Linked DNA regions of Mus musculus: region 1 is linked to region 2. The links are chromatin contacts, called in public HiChIP or PLAC-seq maps. All regions are on one chromosome and are shown on one strand. Each heading gives the region's core, a stretch centred on a gene start, on an enhancer-like site or on the middle of the called end of the contact. The rest is flanking DNA. Distances are from core to core; before and after follow the strand shown. Region 1 holds the start of Tgfb2 (transforming growth factor, beta 2). Region 2 overlaps A730004F24Rik (RIKEN cDNA A730004F24 gene).

Region 1 (3,103 bases), core at 267-2,766, 200 kb after region 2:
TTGGCGTAGTACTCCTCGTCGCTCCGCTCGCGCTCGCAGGCGGCTGCCCTCCGGCTTGCCTTCTCCTGCAGTAAGTCCCTGGTACTGTTGTAGATGGAAATCACCTCCGGGGGGACCTCATCCGGCTCCGGATAGTCTTCCGGGGGGCTGGTGAGCTTCAGCTTGCTCAGGATCTGCCCGCGGATGGCCTCGATCCTCTTGCGCATAAACTGATCCATGTCGAGGGTGCTGCAGGTAGACAGACTGAGCGCCACCGGGACCAGATGCAGGAGCAAAAAGGTGCTCAGCACACAGTAGTGCATGTTTTTAAAAGGAAGAAACGTTGATGTTGTTATTTAAAGTAAGAAAAAATATATATAAAAAAGAAACTAGTAATTCTCAGAGCGGTCAGGTAGAGTTGTTTTTAATACGAAACTTTTGCAAAGCAGTCGAAAGTTAATGCCCAATAGAAAAACGTCCCTGGCTGGGATTCCTTTAAAAAAGAAAATGCAACGCGTTCCCAACGTGGAGATATTAATATGCGATGCTGGGGCGGGGTGGGGGGGGAATCTCTCACTTTAAGGAGTAAGAAAGGTTTGTTTTTTTTTTCTCCTGGAAGGGAGAGGGTGAGTGGCTCTGAAGTAGAAATAAACTTAAGAGGAAGAAATGGAGTTCAGTGTGTCAGGCTCGGTGCGGAGTGGCTGATCTGAACTCCGATCCTCCGGCCAAAAGGGACGAGACGAGAAGGTCCGGGGGCTGGCAGGAGGCACGCAGGGCCGCGGGGAGCGCTGAGCGGCGGCCGGGGCTGCGCCGGGCTCTAACTGAGAAGTTCAAAGACCGAGCGGCTCGGCCCTGCCTTCCACACGTGTGTGGATGAGTGTGCGTGTGGATGTGTGCGCGTGTGCGCGCGTGCGTGCGCGCGCGCCGAGGGCGAGCCTGGCGAGCCGCGGGGAGGCAGATGCGCCCCGGAGCGGCTCACTCGGAGACTCGGTGGGATACTGTCCGCCCCGGAGATCCACAGAGGCCGGAGCAGGCGGCGAGGATCCCGCTCCTGCCGGCCGCGCTGTGGCCTACACCCGGCTGGGTCGCTCCACGTTGCAGCCGCCGCTGCTGCCTGCAAAGAGGGCCAGCCTCCAGCTCGGTCCTTCAGATCCTCCTTTTCTTGCTCCAGGCGGCCAAGGGCGACAGCGATCGGCCACCTCCTTAACCCCTGTGGAACAACACCGCCTCCTGGGCGCGTTGGCTGCGGGCTGCCCCGGGACTCGCACCCTTCCCTAGCTTCTCCTAGCTTCCACCAAGGTTGCACTTTCTCGCTTAGGGTAAGTAGGTACTTGCGACCCTAAAATAGACCTCTGCCGATCCTTCTCTCCGCAGATGGGTTGCTCCAGAATGGCTCTTTAAACCCTAATACTTCTCTCCATCCCTGACGCCTGCCCCAGAGCTCAGCTCTCAGCGCCTTCTCTCTTTCTCTCCCACTCGCTCTCCTGCCGGCAGTTTCAGCAGCTCTGCTCCGAGCAAACCTGCTGCCAGCAGATAACATCACGATTCTGCCCGGAGCAGAGTTTTATATGTGCTCCCCAAACCACGTGTTTGCCTTCAACAAAGTGACGCGCTAGGATTACAGTCAGAAGTCCTCTGTTACTAAGACCACGAGCTCTGGACCATTGGAGGGGGTGTGGAAAAGGGGGACGGCCAGTAAGGGAGGGCGACTGGCATGAGGAATTTGCAGTAGTCACTGTCTGTGATCACCAAGGGTCTGTGTGTGGAGGGGCAGGCAGCTAAGCATCCCGTTTCTACATGGTGGGGATCACTCATTCGCAGCTTCCCTGAGTCCCTCCTGTGTTGAGTGCGTGCCCATGCATGTACAGGCGTGTACACACACACACACACACACACACACACACACACACACACACACACACACACACACACACTGTGCTCCATGGAGCTCCAGCCCAGCCCTGAAGACATGCCTTCCAATCTGAGACTGCTGACCTAACTCTTGAGTTCTCCGGGATTCCACAGGTTGTTTTTCATTAGCCTGTTTACAATCCAGCCCTGTTTGCCTGTGAACCAGCAGAATACAGAAGTGTCCCTTTCACCCAATGCATGCTCTGTATCACTGCTTTGAATAAAGGAACTGTTGCCTTCTTTATGTGAGCCCCTGCTCATGTGGCTTTCTCCTCAGCCTTCCTAGACAAGGATGACCCACCATCTTCTGCCTGTCGCAGCATTATCTAAGACACCTGGGTTTTAAATGTTTGCTGTCTCCTGTCACACAGTATCATAACTTGACATTTTCTACTTCAACTTGCTCAAACTGGTTGGATAACAGAATCTTTCTTCCCACTGGTCTTTCCCCTTTAGTCAAAGTCAACATTTCAATCTTAGTGATGACTCTGTGGCCACGATGACTACACAGGTTGTTAAAGCTGGAAACTGTTGAGAATTCCCCCAGGTTAAGACCTCAGTATCATTTTCCTAGTTCAAAAGGATCAAACCTTTAGGGATGCATACATGTGTATGTGTGTGTGTGTGTGGGGGGGGTTATATTCTTACTAGAGGGAGCTGTAATGATATGTAATGATATAGCTGGCATACATTATATACAGCAATGAACATTATTATTTGTATTTCACAGACAGGGAGACTGAGGCCATAGGAAGTGAGGTCTGTTGTTGCAGAAAACAGGAAGGGGTGGGTCTGGGTTTTGCAGAGAGAGCCCGCCCACCTCCTGGGTTCTTTCCCACCATGTACTTGGAAGAAGTATAAGGTCCCAGAACATGTGACAAGCAGGGATCCGGGGGTTCCGTAAGTGTGGGAGCTGCAGAATAATCTACTGCCCTCTTACAGAATCAAGACCCCCCCACAGTCATGTTCTATGTTCTAAGATTCCTGCAGAAAACTCTCTCTTGAATTATCATCTCCCCACCCACCTTGAACACAAAATTCTTCTACTCCACTGGCCCTGAGGAACACCCTGGCATGAATGAATTGTTCCAACACGCACCTAAATGATTCTAAAAACCTCCATTATTGGCAGACTTCTTCCTTCAAGGTCAGCCCCAGGCAGACGGGTTCGACCACCACCACCTTACGATTCTCTAAGCTGAAACAGAACTGA
Region 2 (3,113 bases), core at 277-2,776:
AAAACTGACTCTCAGGTTGTCTTTTGATTCCACATACCGGCCCCAGCACAGAGGTAATCACACATACAGACACCACATGCAGCCATAGCACAGAGGCACTCAGACACAAAAACAAACACACAGAGATGTTTGATGCTAAACTCATGGCTTAAGTCATTCAGGGCCATGAAAGCAAAGCTCTCCTCAGGGCTGGAGAGCTGGCTCACAGGTTAAGAGCATCTGCTGCTGGTCTTCCAGAGGATCCGGGTTTAATTTCCAGCATCCATATGGTGGCTCACGACCACCTGTAACTCCAGTTCCAAGGGATCTGGTGCCCTCTTCTGGCCCTTCTGGCCTCTATGGACATCAGGTATGCATGCAGTACACAGACAGACATACAAACAAAACAACACCCACATACATAAATTAAACATAATATATATTTTTAAACGCCTCCTGGGACTGTCTAGTTTCCTAACCGCCACCCTCCCTCCCGAAACCCCCCACTCTGCTCCACCCCTCACCCCTCACACCTACTGTTCCTATGACAACAATATCAAAGCCCATGCACTCCCAGCAAGCCCTCAACCACTGAGTGTGATTCCAAACTCAGGACTACGTCATTCGGGTTCTTCTAGTAGTTGTGCCTTGGAGTTATTTTATTCATAAAATTGTAATATAACTTTGATAAGAATGATATCACCAACAAAAAAATTAATTTAGAAAACACAATTCTTTGTGATAGTCACCATCCCACAGAGAAATATAATATACCTTGGTGTTGTTTCAGATCAACCTTTATAAAGCTCTGAAAATTGAGAATTTTCTTCCTAGGAGTCTGGTTTATTTATTGATATAACTACTCATACAGATTGATATTACTTTGTTTTATTGGTTTGATTTATTCTTTTTTCCCCTTAAGTTGATTTACTCTCTCTCTCTCTCTCTCTCTCTCTCTCTCTCTCTCTCTCTCTCTCTCTCTCTCTTTCTCTCTCTCTCTCTCCCCCTCCCTCTCTCTCCCTGGATTGGCAGCATTCACCGTTACCAATGAAACATCTCTCTAGCCCTGGTTTGGTTTATTTTTTCGTTGTTGTTTTTTGGTTTTTATTTTTATATAAATGATATTTTCCAGTATAGTGCATGGCTGTTGACCATACATGAAACCATCAATATTTATAACTATCATGTATCTCTGATGAGCTCTTAGGAACCTAATAGGTTTGGTTTTTTTTTTTTAATTAATTCTCTTGGAGTGGTAGCATGTGAAGTCAAGTTGTCTCCCAGGCTCCATGCTTCATCATCTGCAGTGAGAAAGCACCCAATTATTGTCTTATTGATTAGTGCTCTGCATAGCACTGGAGTGTTCTGAAGATAATTAAGACTCACACTTACTTTAAATAGCCAAAGAACTGTCATGTGATTCCCCCATCTGAACTGTGTGGGTGATGGAATGCATATGCAGCCCCCAGCAATGCAGCTTCCTGCATAGACATAGACACAGCCGCATAGCAAGGCCTTCAAGGGCACTTCCTTCACACAAATGGCCAGGGCAGCTGGAGATCATTTTCATGCAAATCTTCAAGAGCTTTGGTATTCCTAGTCCACTTTGTGCAGGCATTAGAAGAATGAAAATGAAGGTTGAACCGACCTTCATGAGTTCTTCCTTCTGACTGACATCCATTTGCATGTGCTTGTCTAGAACCAATTCATTACTTGCCCTAGTCAAACATAATTAGAACAGACTAACTGGAAAGGATGCCCACTGTCTCCAAGGACCAAGCACATCTACCTTAAACACCCAGTGCTGTAGAGAAAAGAGCTCTTTTCCCCTGAGGTTAGTCTGACACAGTGGTGATGGGCTTGGGCCGCTCCAGATGGGAAAACTGAGATGTTTCATTTAATATTGATGTGCTTTTAGACAATATCCTCCTATTGTTAACATTGGGTCCATGTTACACACTAGAAAGCTTTATGGCTCTGTCATATGAATGTGTGCTGTTTAAGGGAATAGCTTAAATACTTGGCTTTATGGTGGTCTCAAGGATAACTTTGCAGCCCTAAGGGCTGAGCCTCTTCCTCAAGATTCAACATGGTCTCTAGAGCCTTAGGATTCAAATCTCCGTTTCTGGGATCTTAGAGGGGGTTGCGGTGGAGATAAGAGTGAGAGTTGGTGTAATTAAAAGTGAAGTAGAGCAGGAATATTATTTAGGTCAAGTTCTCTGAAACTGCCACCCAATCCTTCCAGCTACATCCATTGACCAAAGCCCAGCCCCACCACACTGTAATGGCTTGAACCTGAAATGTCCACTATAGACTCATGGTTTTGACACTTAATTCTTGGCTGGTGGTGGTATTTGAGATGGTCAAGAAACTTTGATTTTCCGTATCTAGTCAGAGGAGGTTAGTCAGTGAAGGTGGGTTCCTGGGAGTGGCCACTTCTCACACTGCTTCCCAGCCATCCAAGATGTATACTAAACTGCCCTATCGTGGCTTCCCCACCAAGATGAACTGAATCCTCCAAAGTTTGAGACAATCAATCTTCCTGTAAGTTGCTACTATTGGGCATTCCATCACAGAAGTGCAAGCAACTCGAGTGTCTTAAGTGCAGAGGACATTGGGAAGAGGAATCCTAGTTAACTGAAAAGCAGATTTCTAATTGAGAAAATCTAAGTCATGGATATGGGTTTACTTTTAAAATGAGCATAATGATAGTGACAATTTCAAAGCTTTTGTAATGGTTAATTGACATTACTAATATCTTACATAGTAGTTGTTTTCATTTCATTTCCAGATAGCATTGCTAAAGTACTCTAACAAAACCAACTTTGAGAAAGAAAGTCTTGGTTGGCCTCACAGTTTCAGGTGACAGTCCATCACAGGGGAGAGTCTAGGCAGGAATTTAAAGCAGCCAGCCACATCATTACATATTTGCTCAGTAGACATAGCTAATCCAGAGCTGAGGGGAAATAAAAGTGGGCAAACCTGCACTCATTGCTTTCTCTACTCTTACACCGCTGTCCATGACCCATGCCCAGAAAATCGAGTTCTTCATGAGCCTGGTGTGACTTCTCCATGTTGTCCAAGCATTCAAAAAAATTAGGAATACACATCTCTTCTTGGAACTCTTCTTCTTG

What was found. HiChIP or PLAC-seq counts read pairs in DNA pulled down with a chosen protein or histone mark.
Region 1: a contact with region 2 is called in an H3K27ac HiChIP or PLAC-seq map of embryonic stem cells, with 9 read pairs. The contact joins the promoter of Tgfb2 here to the enhancer-like site in region 2. A contact is called at or near these places in 5 of 39 promoter capture datasets (the 3T3-L1 cell line, HPC-7-derived erythroid cells, embryonic stem cells and 1 more), 1 of 15 datasets of contacts at CTCF or cohesin (the NIH/3T3 cell line), 28 of 484 Hi-C or Micro-C datasets (the 4T1 cell line, the HL-1 cell line, the N1E-115 cell line and 12 more), 32 of 115 datasets of contacts at active chromatin or transcription factors (the NIH/3T3 cell line, T-cell acute lymphoblastic leukemia, astrocytes and 14 more) and 2 of 9 other capture datasets (adipose tissue and embryonic stem cells).

What each region holds. Positions count from the first base shown.
Region 1 is chr1:186,704,473-186,707,575 of GRCm38.p6, forward strand. It overlaps Tgfb2 (transforming growth factor, beta 2), which reads right to left and starts at 1,517. Exons shown (of 7, transcript NM_009367.4): 1 at 1-1,517. The coding sequence starts at 302.
Region 2 is chr1:186,509,190-186,512,302 of GRCm38.p6, forward strand. A730004F24Rik (RIKEN cDNA A730004F24 gene) reads right to left here. Exons shown (of 2, transcript NR_131158.1): 2 at 2,649-3,113. Among named protein-coding and RNA genes, the nearest start is that of Gm35426, 24 kb to the left of the region's middle. Within about 2 kb of position 1,527, at least 6 of the 459 cell types and tissues checked have an H3K27ac peak or open chromatin away from gene starts, as enhancers often do. A contact at or near this core is called in embryonic stem cells, where this site is marked.